Linked DNA regions of Manis javanica: region 1 is linked to region 2. A link is a contact called in public Hi-C data. All regions are on one chromosome and are shown on one strand. Each heading gives the region's core, a stretch centred on a gene start, on an enhancer-like site or on the middle of the called end of the contact. The rest is flanking DNA. Distances are from core to core; before and after follow the strand shown. Region 1 holds the start of PARP11 (poly(ADP-ribose) polymerase family member 11). Region 2 holds the start of CCND2 (cyclin D2).

The links. Hi-C and Micro-C count contacts between places; a contact is called where the count stands out from the background.
Region 1: a contact with region 2 is called in a Hi-C map of blood, with 6 times the contacts expected there. The contact joins the promoter of PARP11 here to the promoter of CCND2 in region 2. A contact is called at or near these places in 2 of 2 Hi-C or Micro-C datasets (blood and fibroblasts).

The regions. Positions count from the first base shown.
Region 1 is chr15:28,393,232-28,398,600 of MJ_LKY, reverse strand. It overlaps PARP11 (poly(ADP-ribose) polymerase family member 11), which reads right to left and starts at 2,249. Exons shown (of 11, transcript XM_017670488.3): 1 at 2,065-2,249.
Region 2 is chr15:28,031,057-28,036,606 of MJ_LKY, reverse strand. CCND2 (cyclin D2) reads left to right here and starts at 2,364. Exons shown (of 6, transcript XM_017671362.3): 1 at 2,364-2,510; 2 at 5,362-5,550. The coding sequence starts at 5,402. All of the region lies in intron 1 of LOC108403977 (a long non-coding RNA gene), which reads right to left.

The DNA.
Region 1 (5,369 bases), core at 1,000-3,499, 360 kb before region 2:
GTAATGCAAAAGTCACCTGCATTTATCTTCAGGATGCATTGTGGATTTTTGTTTTTAAATCTTCCCAATTTTGTTTGGCTTAGGGTAACAAAAATTGACTTATTCCATGAGCACAGCTGGACTATCCAGATGTCTCCTCTATTAAAAGAAACTAACAGGTCAATGGAGAAACCTACATGAAGAATGTCACAGTATTTTAAAAAATTAAACTGTCCATATTGACAGGATTCATAGGCTCATAGGAAGAAAAACAGTATCAGTAAGAAAACACAGCACTGAGACACATTAGGGTGGCAGGAGAATAAGGGTTGAAAGAAGAATATGGGATTTTTATGTGGAAGCTTCAGCACTACCAAGAAAAGTCAGTCAGTCTGCTCCACTGAAATCAAGCAACATTGTTAGAAAAACTTCAGAGAAAACAGCATTTCTTATAAAGAAATGAGATAACAATGTAACAAACCAAATATATGAGTCATTAATGACTTTATAACCCTCACAAACATACATATGATACAATAGCAAATGCTGATGTGTATGTGACACCAAAGGGAGATGAGCATTGGTGCAAAGGACTCTCTCTAGTACTAATCCAATCACCTTTGTTAATTCAAAAATATTTACTGAGTGCCTACTATGTACCATGTGCTGTTTGTTCTCTAGTCTGCCATAATAAACAACAGACAAAAATCCCTGCCCATATGGAGCGTACAACATAGTAAAAAACTTAAAACATGTGATTTAGAGCACGACATGTACTTGGGTGACTAAAAGGTTTGTTTTGGAGAAATCAAGATGAAAAGGACTGCTAATAAAAATTGATACATACACATATATAATGATATAAAAGGAAGACTGTGATGACAGTCTGAATATATAAGCAGAGAGCACATTCTCATAACTCAAAATTATTTTTGACAAAATCAAATACCAGCAATTACTTACTTTCCTCTGATGTGGCCTGATATTACAGTATTCATGTTTGAATAAAAAACAACAAAAACAAACCCTAGACAATGACCATCAGTACATGGTGGACTGGGATGGAACCACAATGTGCGACCAACAAATGCAGATTAACGGCCTTGTTTCCACTGGATGAAAACTGAAAATGTAACAGAATAAACTGATAAGCTCTTTTATCAGTTCACTGGAAATGTATTCCGGGGAGGGAAAAAAGAAAAGCAGCACTGATTACAGCAAAGGAGTGGTTGCAAGTGGGAAACAGGGTCATGAAGTAAATGTAGGCAGTGATCTCTGCGTATGGGGTAGTTTCCTCTATTTAGTCAATTTGCTGAAATATGATTCTGCCATTATTTTCAGTCAACTCACAAGGTGTAAACAGTGTACATCTGCCCTGTTACCAGGCGATTTCAACTCTGGTAAGAGATGAGTGGAATACTCTTGGCAAGTAGATTCCACCGTGAGAAGGCTGCACATGAAATAAACAAATGTATAAAAGCATAGCAGACAAAATACATGCAGACAGAATGCGAATACAGAAGACAAACGAGGGAAACAAGACGCAGCTGAAACGTTCCAGGTCATCAGTTCTGTCCACTGGAAAAAGAAATTCTAAGAACTTCACGATCTAAAGGCTTCGAATATACACCTGGTCTCCCAAGTATTAAATGGCTGTCCACCAGGGAGGGACAAGGAGTAATGACGGTTCCTCCGAGGCCCATTCAAGACACAGGGGTCGAATCCCCAAGCTTCAGATGGGGCGGACTGGCAAGTACACCGGAGGCAAAAGAAGAGTACAGGTTCAAAGCCCAGTGACTCCAATTAGAAAGCAAAACACAAAATTAAAAAAAAAAACGGTGAAGGGAGGCCGGCGGAGAAACCACATCAAGTAAAATAATAACAATTGTAATAGGAAAGCAATACCGAATCGAGCCATCTCCAACACGCAAAAAGCCAGAGACTGTAAAAGCCTCAAGGGCTGGATCTTCAGGCTCCCGGAACTCAACACCCAGCCTAGCGCGGGTGAGTGGGAGCAGTTCGCGGGAACCCCCTCTCCCACCGGCCCCGCCCATTGGGTCCGCCCCGTCCCGCCCGGCTACTCACTGGATTCGCTTCCCACATAACGGTGGTGAAATCGGGCGGAGAGAGCCTGGGGGAAGGGGCTAACCGCTGGGCCGAGGTGCTGGTTTTTTTCTCGATGGTCGCAGGAGAAATCGGATGGAGCGGCAACCTTTACGCTGGCCTTCCTTCTCCCCCTCCCGGTCACAAGCCAGCGTCTTCGGACCACCGAACCTCACGACTTCCGCTCGAAACCAGCCAACCAGCGCTGGCCCCGCCCCTCCCCGGAAGCTCGCCCCGCCTCTGTCGCTCCCTAACGTGCTCCGCGGGAGGCTCGCAATGGGCGGGGCTTGCTGTTACAATGGAGTTTAAAGGGCCTACGGTTCAAAGGCCCTTCCAGTGCTCAACCCCCAGTGCAGCATCCCCACCCATGGCTGGGAGGATTTCCTCCGATATACCGATCACCATATGGTGAGTGTAGTGGCCAAGAGCGGCAGACTTGGGAATTAATCCCAGCGGGGCCGACAGCACTTGGGACAAATTTCACAATCTGACTTTCAGTTTTCTCATCCTCAGAATGGAGATCATAATAGCAGCTATCCAGGGGTGTAGTGAGGTTATTGAAAGCACTTAGCACAGTATTTTGCATACAGTAAGAGCTCAATAAGTGACAGTTACCTGCCAGACACTGTGCTGGGTTTTGGAGTGAACAAGACACTCATATGCCTTCACGGAGCTTAGAGGCTTGAGAGAAAACAACGACAAAAAAAGGAATTTAGATAAATGAAAAAGAACAGTATGGTTTATAGGTAGCGTGGCAAGTACAGGGTTCCCTGAGAGCATGCTTACCTAGGAGAGAGTATCTGCTTTCCCTGTCCCCTTTAAGAGGCTTAAGCTAAGACGTCAAGGATGTACTCATATTGAAGTTACCTAAGTAAAGAGAATTTAGAGAGGGAAAGAATCTTCTAGACAAAAGCATAATGTACCTATGAGAAATGAAAAAAAATTAAAAAGTAGTTTGTTATATACCTCCACACATTTAAGAAAATTTATCAAAGAATACCTACAGACTTAGAACCTGAGTTTTTCACTTAATATGATGTGGATATCCTTCATTCTAATACATATAAATCTATTTCATCATTTTGAAGTAGACTTATGGCATTCCATGGTTTGTGTGTATGTCACACACACATACAACACACACGAAATTATCCATTGTGATACCTAGACATGTAAGGGGTTTTGTATTTTTTACTATTCCCCCTCCAAAAAAGATGCAGCGATAAACATTCTTGTGCAGACATTTCTGTACATCTGTCTGTCTACCTCCTTGGAATTAGTTCCTAGAAATGGAAATGTTCAGGAGATTCTGGAATTTCAATTTTTAATACAAATTACCAAACAGCACTCACAAGTAGTATTTAAGTTTGCAGTCTCTAATTTATCCTTGTACATGGATTGAGACAGGGATCTTCACTTTTATTTTTCACTTACTTTTTGCCAAGTGGTTAACCAGTTATTCCAATATCATATTGAATAATCCATTCTTCTCCCCATTACTCTGAAGTGCCACCATTAATCACAAACTAAATTGGTGTGTGTGTGTGTCTGTTGCTGAACATTCTTGTCTATTCTATTAGCTATCTCTTTATTCCTGTGCTCTGGCACACTAAGTATAGCTTTGTAATGTATTTGCTCTCTCAAAGTAATTCATCTCCTAATTCTCTTCTTTTTCAATATTTTCCAAATCACGAGTCTTACTATTCACGAACACACTCTTCATGAATTTTATCTTTTTAAGTACATAAATTTTTTCCACAAATATTTGCACAATTTTTGTGAAATTTGTTCCTACATATTTTTGTTATTATTGTTTTTGTAATATTTTGTTATTATTGTGAATGAGATATATTTCCTTGCTGTAAGTTAGGAAAACTATTGATTTTTGTGTATTTCTCTTGTATCCTACTACACTGTGAAAATGTCTTATTAGTTCTAATAGCTTGTCAACTGATCTTTGAATTTTTATGTCGATAATCATATCACCTACAAATAATGCAGTTTTGTCTCTTCCTGTTGCAATGGTCAAAGCCTCAGAAAATTTTTGAAGAATGCAGGAAAAGATAATGGGCATTTAGTCTTTAATGCAGTAAGACAAGAATTTGCCTTTGTACTTGATATTCTTTAATACACCATCATCTTTAAAGAAATTTCCTTCTATTCCTCATTTACCATGAGATTTTAATTGAGAAAAGATGTTAAATTTTATCAACTGTCTCTTAAGCTCTATTACTGTATTTATTTTCACTCTGACTTACTGAAAAATAAACTTTACTAATATATGTCTTAATGTTCAACACCCCCTTACATCTGCTTCATCATGTATTCAAGTCTTTGAATACACTGATGCTTTTATATTTAGGATTAATGAAATCAGTCCATTGTTACTTGTGTTTTTGTGATTTTCTTTAACAACTTTTGCTAAGTGAACAGTAGCAGTTTAAGTTATTTTAGAAATTATCTCTTCCTTAAAGATGGAGTGCATTTTTTACAAAGCAAGTTTAACTGAAAAGATTAGGAACAGGTCCTCCACATTTTGGGGGGTTGGGTTGTACTTCATTTCCTTGAAGTCTTGTGGTTGCCTGGGCTGATGGTCAGAGAATGGGCTGGGAATAATACAACTGATTTGGACATATACCAAGTGAATGCGCTTTTAAAATATACTGTTACATCCCAAGTAATATGAAGAGAGTATATTTCATAAAACAAAAATAACTGTGCAGATTTTAGTAAGAACTTTTTTTCTTATTATTGTTTATTTATGACCACTGGGAGAGCAAGGGTGGGCAGAGACTTGGTGATCATTTAGTCCTGGGTCACAGACCGTGGCCTAACAAGCTTTAGCACATAGAGTATTAAAATTTTGGGATAAGTGGCCACCATTTGAAAACTGGGAAGTTTCACATTAAATTATGTGGATCTCCAGCTTCCCTCAGACGCTGTACTCTCCTGTGGCAGCACCTGGCCAAAGGCCTGCTGATCCCTCTGCACTGGAATGGGCTCTCAGGTTTGCCTGCATTACCAGGCTGGTATCTCTCCTCCTCATTTAAGTTACTTATATGGGCTCTTAAGGCACTTGGGTTTTACTCATGATAACCCACCTTGAATTTTGCTGAGGAAATGTAATAGACCTGAGACTTTCTAAAATGTCTGAGAAAACAGCTTCATTGCACTCTCCCCTCGCTTTCTCAAGGGTGGGCTCAATCTCTACACACAATCTTTCAATAGATTACTCTCTTCATGCAATGCCTGAAATTTTCCCTCTTAAGGGGTCTGGCACTGGGAAT
Region 2 (5,550 bases), core at 1,115-3,614:
CCATTGAAAGATTAAAAGTATTTTACTCAGATTTAGGGAAAAGGAGGATGCGTGGGCTTACTCTGCAGTGGTAGTGTTCAGTCTTCGAAGTCTAGAAGGTTCTCCACGAGCACGAATACCACCTGGGTATCCAGCGGGTGGGAGGGGAGTCACCCTGAGTTTTTGCCCATCTATTTGTGGAGTTTTTTTGACAAGTATATTTCTAGACGGATTTGCTCCTAATCCATTATAATTCGTCCAAGGGGGCTCCCACACACTCTAGGGAGATAGATCTTACACGTAATGAACACAGCATCGACCACTCCAGCTGGTGTTCAGTGAGTGGGGCGGGGGGCAGGGAGGAACTTGTCGCGCGTGAAACACTCTTCGTGCAAAAGTAAACGCAGACCGCATATCCCGAGGAACAGAGACACATTCACGTCTCCCTTCTCGGAGAGGGTGGGAAGCGAAGAGGCCAGGCGTCGCGACCTGCAATCGCGATATTCATTCCGCTGCCGACAGCGGGCGGAACTGGACCACAACCCCCCAAACCCAGCTTTTCCCGCGGCCTGGAGCGGCTCCCGATTTCAAAGTGAAAAAATGACCTCCTTCGGGGTGGACACCGGCGTGGGGAGGGCCTGGGAGGAGGGCCGGCTCTCTGGCTCCGGGGCAAAGGCGCACAGCCTCTCCGCTCGTGAGCCGGCCCGGGAGCCCCGAGACCCCGGGCCGGCGCCCCCCGCGCGGAGCCGACCCCGCCGCCGCGCCCCGCCCGGCCCCCTCCCCCGCCGCTTCCTCCCGCTCTCCCGGCCCCTTCCCCCACGTGCGGCTGACGTCAAAATTCCGCGAAAAAGCCGCGTGGTGGCTCCCCGAGCGGAGGCGCGCGTCCGCCGCCCAGCGGCCCCCTCCCGGGGGCGCCGGGAGAGGCTGAGGACCCAGCCGGCCGGTTCCTTTCCCTTCCGGGACGCCGCACCCCGCCACCACCGCGGGCCAGAAGCCCCCGCACCCCAAATATTATTGGAAAATTCATTTTTATAAAGCGAATGCATTTCCAGAGCTATTTTCGGCCGCGTGAGGCGTGTCCTGCAGCTGAATCACACAGGAAGAGGGGGAAGTTCGGATCTTTCTCTTCTCTATTTTTTTTCCGAGGGAGGGGAGTAAGATGCTAGGTGGGTGAACAGACGGCAGGCGCGAGCCTACCGCCCCACGCCTGCGGCAGCTGCGCCGCGGGCTCAGCGCCCCGGTTCAAGCTGGAACGCCCCGGCCGGGCGATGAGCGCGCAGGCCCGGCCGACCCTAACGGCCGCGGGAGCCCGAGCGCCCCGGGGCGCGGCGGGGGCGCCGTGACGGGCCTGGGACACAGTCTCACCTGGAGTCGCTGTGCCCCAGCCTCGGGAACCTCCTTCCCCTCGCCCCATCCGTCCACCTTCTCGGGGCACTCCAGTCCCCGACCTGTCCCTCTTTTCCTTTCTCACGTTTTACCCATTTGCTTCCACTCCCTTCTATTACCTCCCCATTCCAACGTCTGCATGTCCTCTAGATCCTTCCCGGGACCCCGGGAGCCAGGAACCAACGCTCGGACACTTGGCCATGTACTTTTAATTAACCGTCGGTTTTTCGGTTTTGATTGCCTGACCATCCATCGCTCACTGCAGAGCGAACAAAGTCCTACTCTTGGGAAAGGGTGGTGGCCCCCATTCCAGAGTCTGAACACCCCCCCCCACCCCACACGCAACCCTGGCCTGCGCGCCCCTGCGCGGAGCCAGCAGAGTTCGAACTCGCGCGCCCCCGCAGCTCTGAGCCGACAGCGGGCTCACCTGGCTGGCGGGCATCCACCAGGTGACCTCGGTAGTCTGTGTGCTTAACGCTGCAGGTTCCTGCAGAAATGTGCCTATAAACACCCAACACCCGGCTGCACCCTACACCTACAGGGTTTTGTACACTGTCCAACCGAAACTCCAAAACGCGAAGAGTAGAGGGTGGGGAGCCGGCAACGGAGGGAATAAAATTCCAATAAAACCTAACTTCGCGAAGTGTATCACTGATCCTACAAGGACAGGATATTTTTCTTAGACTTGAGAGGTGATAATGGGATAAGGAAGAACCAACGTTCCCACTCTCCCCCCCACAGTGAGCAGGTTTGACTTAAAAACCAGCGTACAAGGCGCTTGGGCTTTTTCTCTAAACCTGTCCACTCAAAAGAAACGCGCTCGTTTGTCCAGAAAGCAACGTGCCTTTTCCCGCGTGCTGGGCGCAGTGCTTTTTAACAAGCAAAATTAAGGTTTTAACACATGGTCGGAGTGGCGATCTAAAGGGAAAACTTGGTTTGCAGTCCAAGCCTCCCAGAGACATTCCTGCCAACCTCCGCACCCTCTCACGCCCCACCCCGTGTGTCGGAGACTGAAAAGCGACTGGGGCACGGATTCGATGCTAGGTTCATGTTCGGGAACAGCCCGTAATAGGAAGGGGAAGTGAACGGGGGAACCTGAAGCGGTGAGCCTGCCACGCGGGAAGCGTCCGGACTCTTGGGTCAAGGTGCGTGAAGAGCGCCGCGGTGAGGGGGCAGCCGCCCGCGCCCCTCCCGGTCGCGGCCACCTTTCCCGTGCCCCTCTCCCCGCCAGAATTTCTCTGGAAAGCCAGACGGAGCGAGGGCCGGGCGCGGGAAGGGGCGAGAGGGCCCTCGGTCGCTCCCAAGCCCTGAGGTTTCGCCACCCAGGCAGTACCCCCAGGGTCGGCGAGGCCAGGAGGACGACCACCCGCCTCTTCCCGCCTCCCAGCAGGAGACCCAGGCTCGGGGTGCTGCGCCTGCAGGGAGGAGGCGAAAAGACGGTGCTTGGTTAGCCATCAAGCGATGTCAAGAGGCTGGAAGCCATCGCGGGCTTGTCCTTACCTGGCATTAGAGTTAGATTTATACTTTGAAAATACCGCTGTCACCCCTACAACCCCGGCAGCTTTCTTTGAACCGCTCCGATGCGGCTGAGGTGAAGTCTGAGTAATTCCTTCATGGGGTCTTACAACCTAAGGTAATGTATTTGCCCGGAGTGACTCAAAAGCTTAAGTCGGGAAGTCCAAGTTGACTAAAACCAATAGGTGATTGTTGGGGACCGCCTCTATTCCGAGGAATGCTGTACTCAGCCGGAGTGTCACCGGCGGCGCGGGACTGTTTCATTTTGAGTTGCAACTTAGGTTTTTTCAGTGAGCTTTTTTTCTTCCTGAAAGCTAATGGCTTCCACAGCAATTAGACATTTTCCTCGCCCGCCCCCTTCCCTCCCCTTTCTTTACCTACAGCAGATTGGGTACTAATTCCCGGGCTATTGATAAGGTTGGAGGCGCCCCGGCCGCTCGCCCGCCTTGGCCCGCCCCGGTCCCGCTCTCCCTCCGCCCTCCCTTGGCTCCTTTTGATGTAGCGGGGAACGCGTCCCACAAAAAAAAAAAAAAAAAGTAATCTGCCCGGTAACAATCAGCGCGCAGTAGCAGGAGCCCCAGAGCTATTGGCTATGCAAATAGAGGGAGGGGAGACGGCGCCCCAAACTCTCACTCACCCTTTTAAAGCTGTATCCCCCTCACTCTCCCGCCCGCCCTCTCTGCCCCGCCCTCGCTTAAAGGGGCTGGCCTTGTAGCCCGAGTTAATCGCTGAGCACCTCTGGTTTAGGCGCTCCCTGCCGTCTCGGTTCCACCTCCCCCTGCTTTCAGGGAACCGAGTGAACAGCTCACACAGCCCGCGCCCCCACCCGGCCCGCTGGCTATGCGGGCCCGGGTTCGGGTCCCCTCTCTTGGTGGAGGAGGCGCTCGGCAGACCTCCGTGTGTCCGGAGAGCCCCGCGACCCACGTCACGCTCGCTGCACGTGCCAGTTGGGCCAGCACGCTGGGGGTGCGGGGCGCACCCCCCTCCCTCCCGAAGTGAAGTAACACTGAAAGGCAGAGCGGGGGCGGGGGGTGGCGGGAGGAAGGAGGCGAGGAAACACCACCATATCCCCGGTAAGAGCCCTGCCCCGAGGATGCGTTGGAGCACGTGTCAAAGCCGACCGCGCTGGCAGTGTCCCCACCGCAGTCCCGCTCCCGGAGAGAAAGCCCTGGCGTGAACCCGGAGGGTTCTGCGGGTGCAGAACCGAGAGTGGAAGTTTGGGCCTCCTAGAAACGGAAGGGGTGGTAGTGTCTGCGCGGGGAGAGAGAGGGGGAGCCGAACCTAATCCCTCCTTTGCCCCCTCCCCTCCCCCTCCCGGGCTATTTCCTAGAAAGCTGTATCAGTGTGGCCACGTTCGGCTCAGACACCTTGGGCGGCTTGTCAGCAGATGCAGGGGCGAGGAAGCGGGTTTTTCTGCGTGGCCGCTGGCCGCGGAGGAACCGCCGGCAGCCCTGCCCCCAGGCTGCCACAGCCCTGGGCGCCTCACCCGTCTCCCAGTGGCGCCCGCGGCGCCCCCAGGAACGGGATGGTTTCTGCTCCAGGGTCACATTCTATCACGTCGGAGAAGTCTCCCCCTCCCTCCTAACACCCACCCCTTCCTCTTCTTCCTCTCCACACGCTTCTGAGAGGTGGGTGGGGGTGGGGTGGGGGGGACATTTTTCTGGTCCGTTTAATCGGGCTTTTGAAGCAGCTTCGAAATGATCAGGAACCTAAATTTAAGGGACATACCCTTTATCTCTGCGTGTGCGAGGTTGCTGTTTTCTAAGATCACCCTCCTTATTTTCCGCTTAAGATATCTATTTCTAAATTGTCTAAGCCCACCGCAACTTCAAGTAATCTGCCCGTCATCCGGGATCTTGGGCAGGAGTGTAAGAATCAGTTTTGAAGAAGCCAAAGCTGGAGGGTCGTATTTTGGCATGGGAACACCTCCAGAATATGTGAAATTAGAATAAATAGGAATCGGTGTTTTTTTTTTTATGGGTTCCCCTATCCGGGGCCCCTGGCATACAGGGCTGCATAGAGGCAGAGGGCCTCGGAGAGCTAAGGAGAGGGGTGGGGGGGGCGGGGGACCGCGTTTGAAGTTAGGTCGGGCCAGCTGCTGTTCTCCTTAATAACAAGAGGGAAAAAGGAGGGAGGGAGGGAGAGATTGAAAGGAGGAGGGGAGGGAAGGGGAGGCGGAACCAGAGAGGGGGGTGAGGCTAGAGGGAGGAGAAGTAACTGCCCAGCCAGTTTGCGTCACTGCCTCGGAGAGCACCAGAGAGCGAGCTGGGGAGAGCGAGACAAGTTTGCAGGGGAGGCAGGCAGAGTTAGCAGCCGCCGAAGCTCTTTTCTCTCGCCACCCACCCCTTTCCTCTCTTCTGCCCCAGCTTCTCTCTCTGCCCCTAACTTCCCCCCAAAAGCCCCTGTTTAGCCAAAGGAAGGAGGTAAGGGGAACCCTTTCCCCTCCCCCCTCCCCCCAAAAAACCCCACAAACTTTTCCAGTTCGGAGAAAGTAGGGGAGCGAGTGGGCACCCGGCTGACCATGGAGCTGCTGTGCTGCGAGGTGGACCCGGTCCGTAGGGCCGTGCCGGACGCCAACCTGCTCTACGACGACCGCGTTTTGCAGAATTTGCTCACTATCGAGGAGCGCTACCTTCCCCAGTGCTCCTACTTCAAATGCGTGCAGAAGGA